Regions from separate parts of the Anas platyrhynchos genome. Here region 2 is linked to region 1. Evidence: chromatin contacts called from public Hi-C data. All regions are on one chromosome and are shown on one strand. Each heading gives the region's core, a stretch centred on a gene start, on an enhancer-like site or on the middle of the called end of the contact. The rest is flanking DNA. Distances are from core to core; before and after follow the strand shown.

Region 1 (3,083 bases), core at 250-2,749:
TACAAAGTTGCACTGTTTTCCCTTGGCATCAACTACATCTGAGATTTTGGGAACAGCTTGTATTACTTCATTCATCAGTCTCTTGTGCTGCTCTCTGTTCCCACGTTATTCTAACTTGAGGTATAAAAAACATTCCTGATTCATTTAATCTTTTATATGTAGCAGATATCAGACCACGAGGAGGGCAAACAGAGTGAAAGAGACAAAGCAAAGCCTATTAGGTATATGTGAGTCAATGAAATTGCTCACCTAGAGGTGAAACAAGATATTGGATGTGAAAGGCTTTTGTTTTTGTAGTTCTTCAAGAAATATTTAGACTTCAGAAAATAAATGTGTTAGATGTTTCATAAAGGCCACTCTCTGTGCTTAAACTACTGAACTGAAGTGCTCAGATGAAAAGGAGAATTAATTAGAACCTGTAGGAAAAGGGGATCTGCTGCAAATTAATCATATCCTTTGCATGCTGCAGGAGAAAGAAAGAGGCTGGCTGATTACCTAAGAAAAAAAGGAAGAGCAAATATTTTTTGATCTCAAAATCAACTGATCCAAAGCAATTTGCACCTGACCTACTAAGGATTATGTATTCAACAGCCTGCAATATAATGTAAGCTAACTTGAGTCAAACTGGGTGAAAGAAAACAGAAATTAGCTGGAATTGAGATCCATTCTGATGTGCTTAAACTATTTTCAGTGCTTGAGATATGTTGTTTTAAACTGCCCCAAACTTTATGACACTGCACGAGCACAGACTTCTTGGATGCTTGTTTCCCTGCAGGAAGTGACACTATGGTTGAACAGGAAAGATGGAAAATAACTGAATTTTAAGTCAATTTGAAAGTCTTTTTTTTTTCCTCAAAAGTGTTTTATGTTTAAAACACTTATATTTGGTTTATAATTTTATGTTTTCTATAGATTTTTCCCCACCATTTTAGACGTCTAAGTAAAACAGTCTTTTGAAACAAAAAGAGATGCTTTTAAAATTTAAATTTTAAGGAGGAAAACAGCTTGCTAATCAATTTGAGTGTGGTGGTAATTTGCCCATACTTTTGATCAGTCTAAGTTTTCAGTATTTGACATTTTAGTTTTCAGTATTTGATATTTTCTTTGATCTGTGCTGGTCAGCATTTTTAATGTATTTAAATAAAAAACGTTAGTTATCCATGTGCATCTGCTTGCCTACATCATTCTGCAGTCTTAATATCAAAATTGGAATTTGACCATCATTTGGTCCTGCTAACAGAACCTGGACCAATGAGCACGAGAAAATTATACATCCCTGCCTTGCTCTTTTCCCACTTCAGGGTATTAAGGGAATGTCATGAGTGACTGTAGACTGTAAGACATGCATCCATTTAAAAGATTTCCATCCTCGGCAGACACAACAAAAGGTAATCTCCCTCCGTGCTTCCAAGGACATCTGCAGTGTCTTACACTGTCTAAGAAACATACAGTTCCTCAGCTCTGTTTCTGAGAGGGAAAACAAAAAGGAATTCAAGCATACAGCGAGAACCTTGGAAACTGTTGTGACTGCCAGATAGAGGAGCAAATCTGGATAATAGGACCCACGTGACACATGCTGACAGCGTGTGCTCTGCCTAAACAAGAAACAACTATGGGATTTAGGAAAGAGGTGAAGATTGGTGCTTCAGAGCAGTGTCTTCAAACCCACAACCAGTGGAAAGATAATAACCAAGTACCTGAAATATCTTCCCTGGCGTAAAATGACTTAAATTCTACTAAAACCTATCCCGAACTCCTTTCCAATGTGAAGATTTAGAAGGTAGATTATTTTGTCTAATGAATAGAAAATAGCTGTTATCCCTAGGACTCATTGTGTTTTCATCCTTGTCTTAAAATGATTTTGCTTTCCCCATCCTTAAAGCTCATTGATTTAGCTTTGAGACAGCTTTTTATGTCCCAAGACACATGTTGGGTCTGAGTGCCATTTAATGCACTCCAAAGAGCTGAGATACCACGCAGAAGTTACCTATTGGGCAAAAAAGTATGCTCCCATATGTATATAGAGGAAAACAGTTTCAGAACTGTAGGCATGAATTTTCAGAGGTAATTAAAGGGAAGGAGTTCAACAGCAAACACCTCTGGTTGTATCACAATTACGCTGGGGACATCTGCAGTGCCTTGAAAAACACTAGAGAGGAATATAATAGAAACAGCACAGCCTAAGGAAAATAAAGTCATCAGTCTTTTAAAAACAACACAAAGTGTTTTTAAGAATTGTGCAAGGACAAAACGAGTGGACGAGGTTTGGTGAACAGAATACCCAGGTATTCCTTGCAGATAATTCGTGCTTGCTGCAACAAACTGCCCCTTCCATCTCATATTAGCTAAGTTTCAAATGACTGTAAGAAACGAGCCAAGGGAATATGGCTGAAACAAATCAATGAGCAATACCTGTCACTGAGTGAGGCAGGCAGTGCCCCGCGAGGGCACAGGCTGCATTAAAATGTTTGCCAGTTTTTTAGACAGGCAATTATCACCTCAGTCTTTTGTGGGCCTCTGATGTAAAATGTCATACTCACACACAAACATGTTCTCTCTCACTTCTGCATTTGCCATTTTAACCGTGTGTCTCTAATTGAGCTCTTTTGATGGGAATTAGCGAGACACTTTAACACGACAGCCCCAGGAGTTCACCTGGAAGAGATGGGGATCAGCAGGGTCAGAGAAGCAGTCAGACAAGTTAATCGTCCTCTGAATATGAAAACGAGAGAGGAGGGAAGCAGTCTATTATGTGCAAATCACATGCTTTCAGGAGAGGGGCCAACTGAGCTCCGTAAAGCTTGTGCCCCACAGAAAGTGAATGGTAAAAGGATTTTGGGGGGCCAGTCAAATCAGAACCATACAATTATGTCTTACCAGAAATAAGTAGCTGAAAGAGAAAGAAACTTGCTACATATGGATATCCCTGGAGAGGAACAGCTGATGTCTTCTGTCCCTTAACACACTTAGCAGGCTCTGAAGGAAGCTTCTAGGACTCTACTTCAGCAAGTGAAGACCTCTTCTTTTTCTCACCCCTGAGCTTGCTTACCCACATTAGAACATCAACAGCAACAATTTAGTGC
Region 2 (3,064 bases), core at 11-2,510, 93 kb after region 1:
CATAAATTTTATATTACCTAAGGCCAGATTGCAGAGCTTTTGTCAGCATTTGTAATTTATGTCTGTGAATACATCAAACTTGCTGATTCAAGCCCTTCTCCTCTTCGTCTGGAGAACTAACTATCCATGAAATGGAAAGTCTATACTTTCAAACATTGTCAGCCTAAGCAAGAGAAAAATAGTGTATACATGTCATATGCTTTTTTACAGATCTTTATATGCAGCCTGCCATGAAAGCAGTCTTTCTGATCTCAAGATGAGCTACAAAATTTCAACGCTTGTAATGACCACCCCAGTCATTCTTCGCTTAGCAAGCATTTACCTCTTGTATTAAGGCCACAGAGCAACATTGCTTTTCGACGGGCCCCTTCAGAAACAATCTACAGATCTCATTCTTCTAACAGTACACAGGTAGGGGGTGAATGCAATTATAGTGTTAATTTTCCAGTTGAGTGGGTGTACCTAAAACCATTATAATTTTTACAGTATGTAATGACTCGCACAACAGTCTCCCTCCGCGTACATTCTCCTTGTAAGCAATGATTTCAGTGCTCTCCACTTTCCTTAACATTTTTGGATTTTTAGCTAAAATTGAACAGGTTAAGTATGTATTTTTTTTTCTACTTTCAGCCCCCAGTTGTTTTTATTCTTATTTAAATATTGGAGTCTCATTTAAATGGAAACTTCAGAATTCACAGATCCATCTAAACCCTGGGTCCACGTTCCTCAAATACTAACTGAAAACATCCAGTGGGGGGGACAATCTTTATGTTATAGTGACTGTAGATGAGGTGTTGTCCTCCAGCAAGAGGAAAGAGTAGCTGATTGTTATGAAAAGGTCTGGTTCCACCTACGTTGACCCCAGACTCCTAAATATCTGAAAACAGGTTGATTGCTTGATAAGATAGCATTGAGAAGCTTAATGAAAACACTTTTAAGGCTTTATTAGGAAGGACGATTCCCTTGAGCTCGCTCATACACTGTGCCCACTGCGGCCAAATCCCTCGAGGTGGTGGCGAGCAGGAACCACCTCATTTTTTAGGACACCCCTCGCACAAACTTCAGGGATCCAAACTCCCCTCCCAGAGCGTGGGGGGCTCTAGATACAGCTGGGCCCGGCTTTTCAGCGTGCCAGGAGCACAAAGCAGGAGCCAGCCGCCACCATATGGGAGCGGACGGGACAGGGCTGAGGGTGTCCCAGCAGGTCACTGTGGCAGGGCTGCGCCGCCGCCATATTGGGGCGGAGGGGGCGGCCCTTCCCGGATGCCGCCTCACACCGCCCCCGACTCCGCCCCGGCCGCGGGCCGAGGGTGAGGGCGGAGGGGGGAGCTTCGCCCGCCGCCGCCACCGGAGGAGGAGGAGGAGGAGGCCGGGACGATGTTGGAGACGCTGCGGGAGCGGCTGCTGAGCGTCCAGCAGGACTTCACCTCGGGGTGGGTGGCACCAATTGTCCCTGGGGGGGTGGCGGGACCGCAGCCCGGCCGGGGTGAGGGGGAAGCAGGTGACCGGGAGGGAGGAAGAGGAGGGGACCGGCGGCTGTGGCGCTGGGTGTGGGGAGGGAGAGGCTGCGCTTTTGGGAGGGTGGGCAAGGCGTGAATGGGGCCGATGAAGGCGCTGGGCTCGTTGACGAAGGTTGCGTGGATCCGTGTGATATCGCCCTTTGCTGCCTGAAAAGCTTCTCTGTGCCCTGGAGGATGAGAGTTACCGTCACGTGAAGGAGAGGAGCGCAGGAGGAGCGGAAGGAGCAGCTCCTTGCTGACACTACAAAGATACTCTTCCTACACTGCCCCACTCCAAAAACACTCTTCCTACACTGCCCCACTCCACAGTACAAAGCTATTCTTCCTACGCCGCCCCACAAGCTCTATTTTTTTAATATACACACTGGATCAATGCTATATTTAGCACCAGCAGGTGGTCCCAGGGAGTGTTACTGGAAGTCAGAGGATGGCAGGGGAGCAAGGTCACGCCTGTGCTGCGAAGCTCCAGGCTCCTAACGAGCCCCAGGAGAGCATCGTGTTGTAATCGATTGCTTTTGAGAGCTGCCTGGCCTCTGGCTGTGTTGAGGCTGCCTGATAATATCTCCATGGTAAACATTTATCTATAGTCAGAGACATTTCTGAACTCCAGAAACCTACGTACTTTATAATGACTTATTTGCAGCAGTTTACAGTGGACCAAAGAAACTGCTACAGTAACTACCAATCAGCCACACAAGTTGCTGGTGTTATCTGTCTTACCATAACAAACATGAAATCCTAAGAGTATAGACCAAGGTATTGCTTTACTGCTATATTTCTGTTTTGCGGTTATTTTAAGAGCTCTTGTTGTGTTAGATGCCTCAGTACAGTGTAAGATTCTTTTGGAAATGGTGTCTTTAACATGATGAAACAGGGTAAACAGAAAGGCCTGTGTGTGATGGTCACTTCACTTCGTCTACATAACCGCTGTTGCTGCTGGGGAGTCAGTAGGTTTTCAGGTAGTCTCTAATTTCCCTTCTTCCTTGTGTTGCCATGTTTTATTCTGTTTTAAAAGCAGTTTTTATTGTTTGCATCTTTGTTTCAGGAGCTCCATTAATGTGTCCTCCTTGGGGTGTCCTTTTAACTTCTTTTTTTTTGCAGTGTAATTCTTTGTTGCCATTAAGAAAGTGTATCTTGAAGCAGTGGTAACAAAGGCTGTGGAGTGCTTACTCCTTTTCCCATACTGTCCCCTTCATGTCAGGCCAGAACATGAATTGACCTGTTTTGCCTTCCCTTTCCCTTCTGAGATAATGCAACCTCAGTGCCAGTGTTTCAGATTATCCTTTTCTTTACCCCCACCAAAGCAGTAGTAGAAGTGGCCAACTTGCTAACTACACATGAACGACTGCGAAATGAACAGTTGAATTGCTTCTAACATTGGGAAGGAGAAGCTTTTCCAGGGCTCCTAAGGAGAGAGCGTCTCTTCCAAAGGCATAAGGGAGCACCCACTTACAGCTGAAGAAGATTGAATCTGGGGTCACGTAGAAAGAACACTTTGAGGTTGTTAGCCAGTTCTGTGTACAGAGAAATGTGTTCTCCTTTCC

What was found. A called contact is a pair of places that touch in the nucleus more often than the background predicts.
Region 2: a contact with region 1 is called in a Hi-C map of small yellow follicle, with 2.5 times the contacts expected there. The contact joins the promoter of DTNBP1 here to the enhancer-like site in region 1. A contact is called at or near these places in 2 of 8 Hi-C or Micro-C datasets (F5 follicle and small yellow follicle).

What each region holds. Positions count from the first base shown.
Region 1 is chr2:107,306,887-107,309,969 of IASCAAS_PekinDuck_T2T, forward strand. No RefSeq gene overlaps it. Among named protein-coding and RNA genes, the nearest start is that of MYLIP, 53 kb to the left of the region's middle. Within about 2 kb of position 1,500, at least 4 of the 8 cell types and tissues checked have an H3K27ac peak or open chromatin away from gene starts, as enhancers often do. A contact at or near this core is called in F5 follicle and small yellow follicle, where this site is marked.
Region 2 is chr2:107,399,978-107,403,041 of IASCAAS_PekinDuck_T2T, forward strand. DTNBP1 (dystrobrevin binding protein 1) reads left to right here and starts at 1,261. Exons shown (of 10, transcript XM_027451261.3): 1 at 1,261-1,433. The coding sequence starts at 1,378.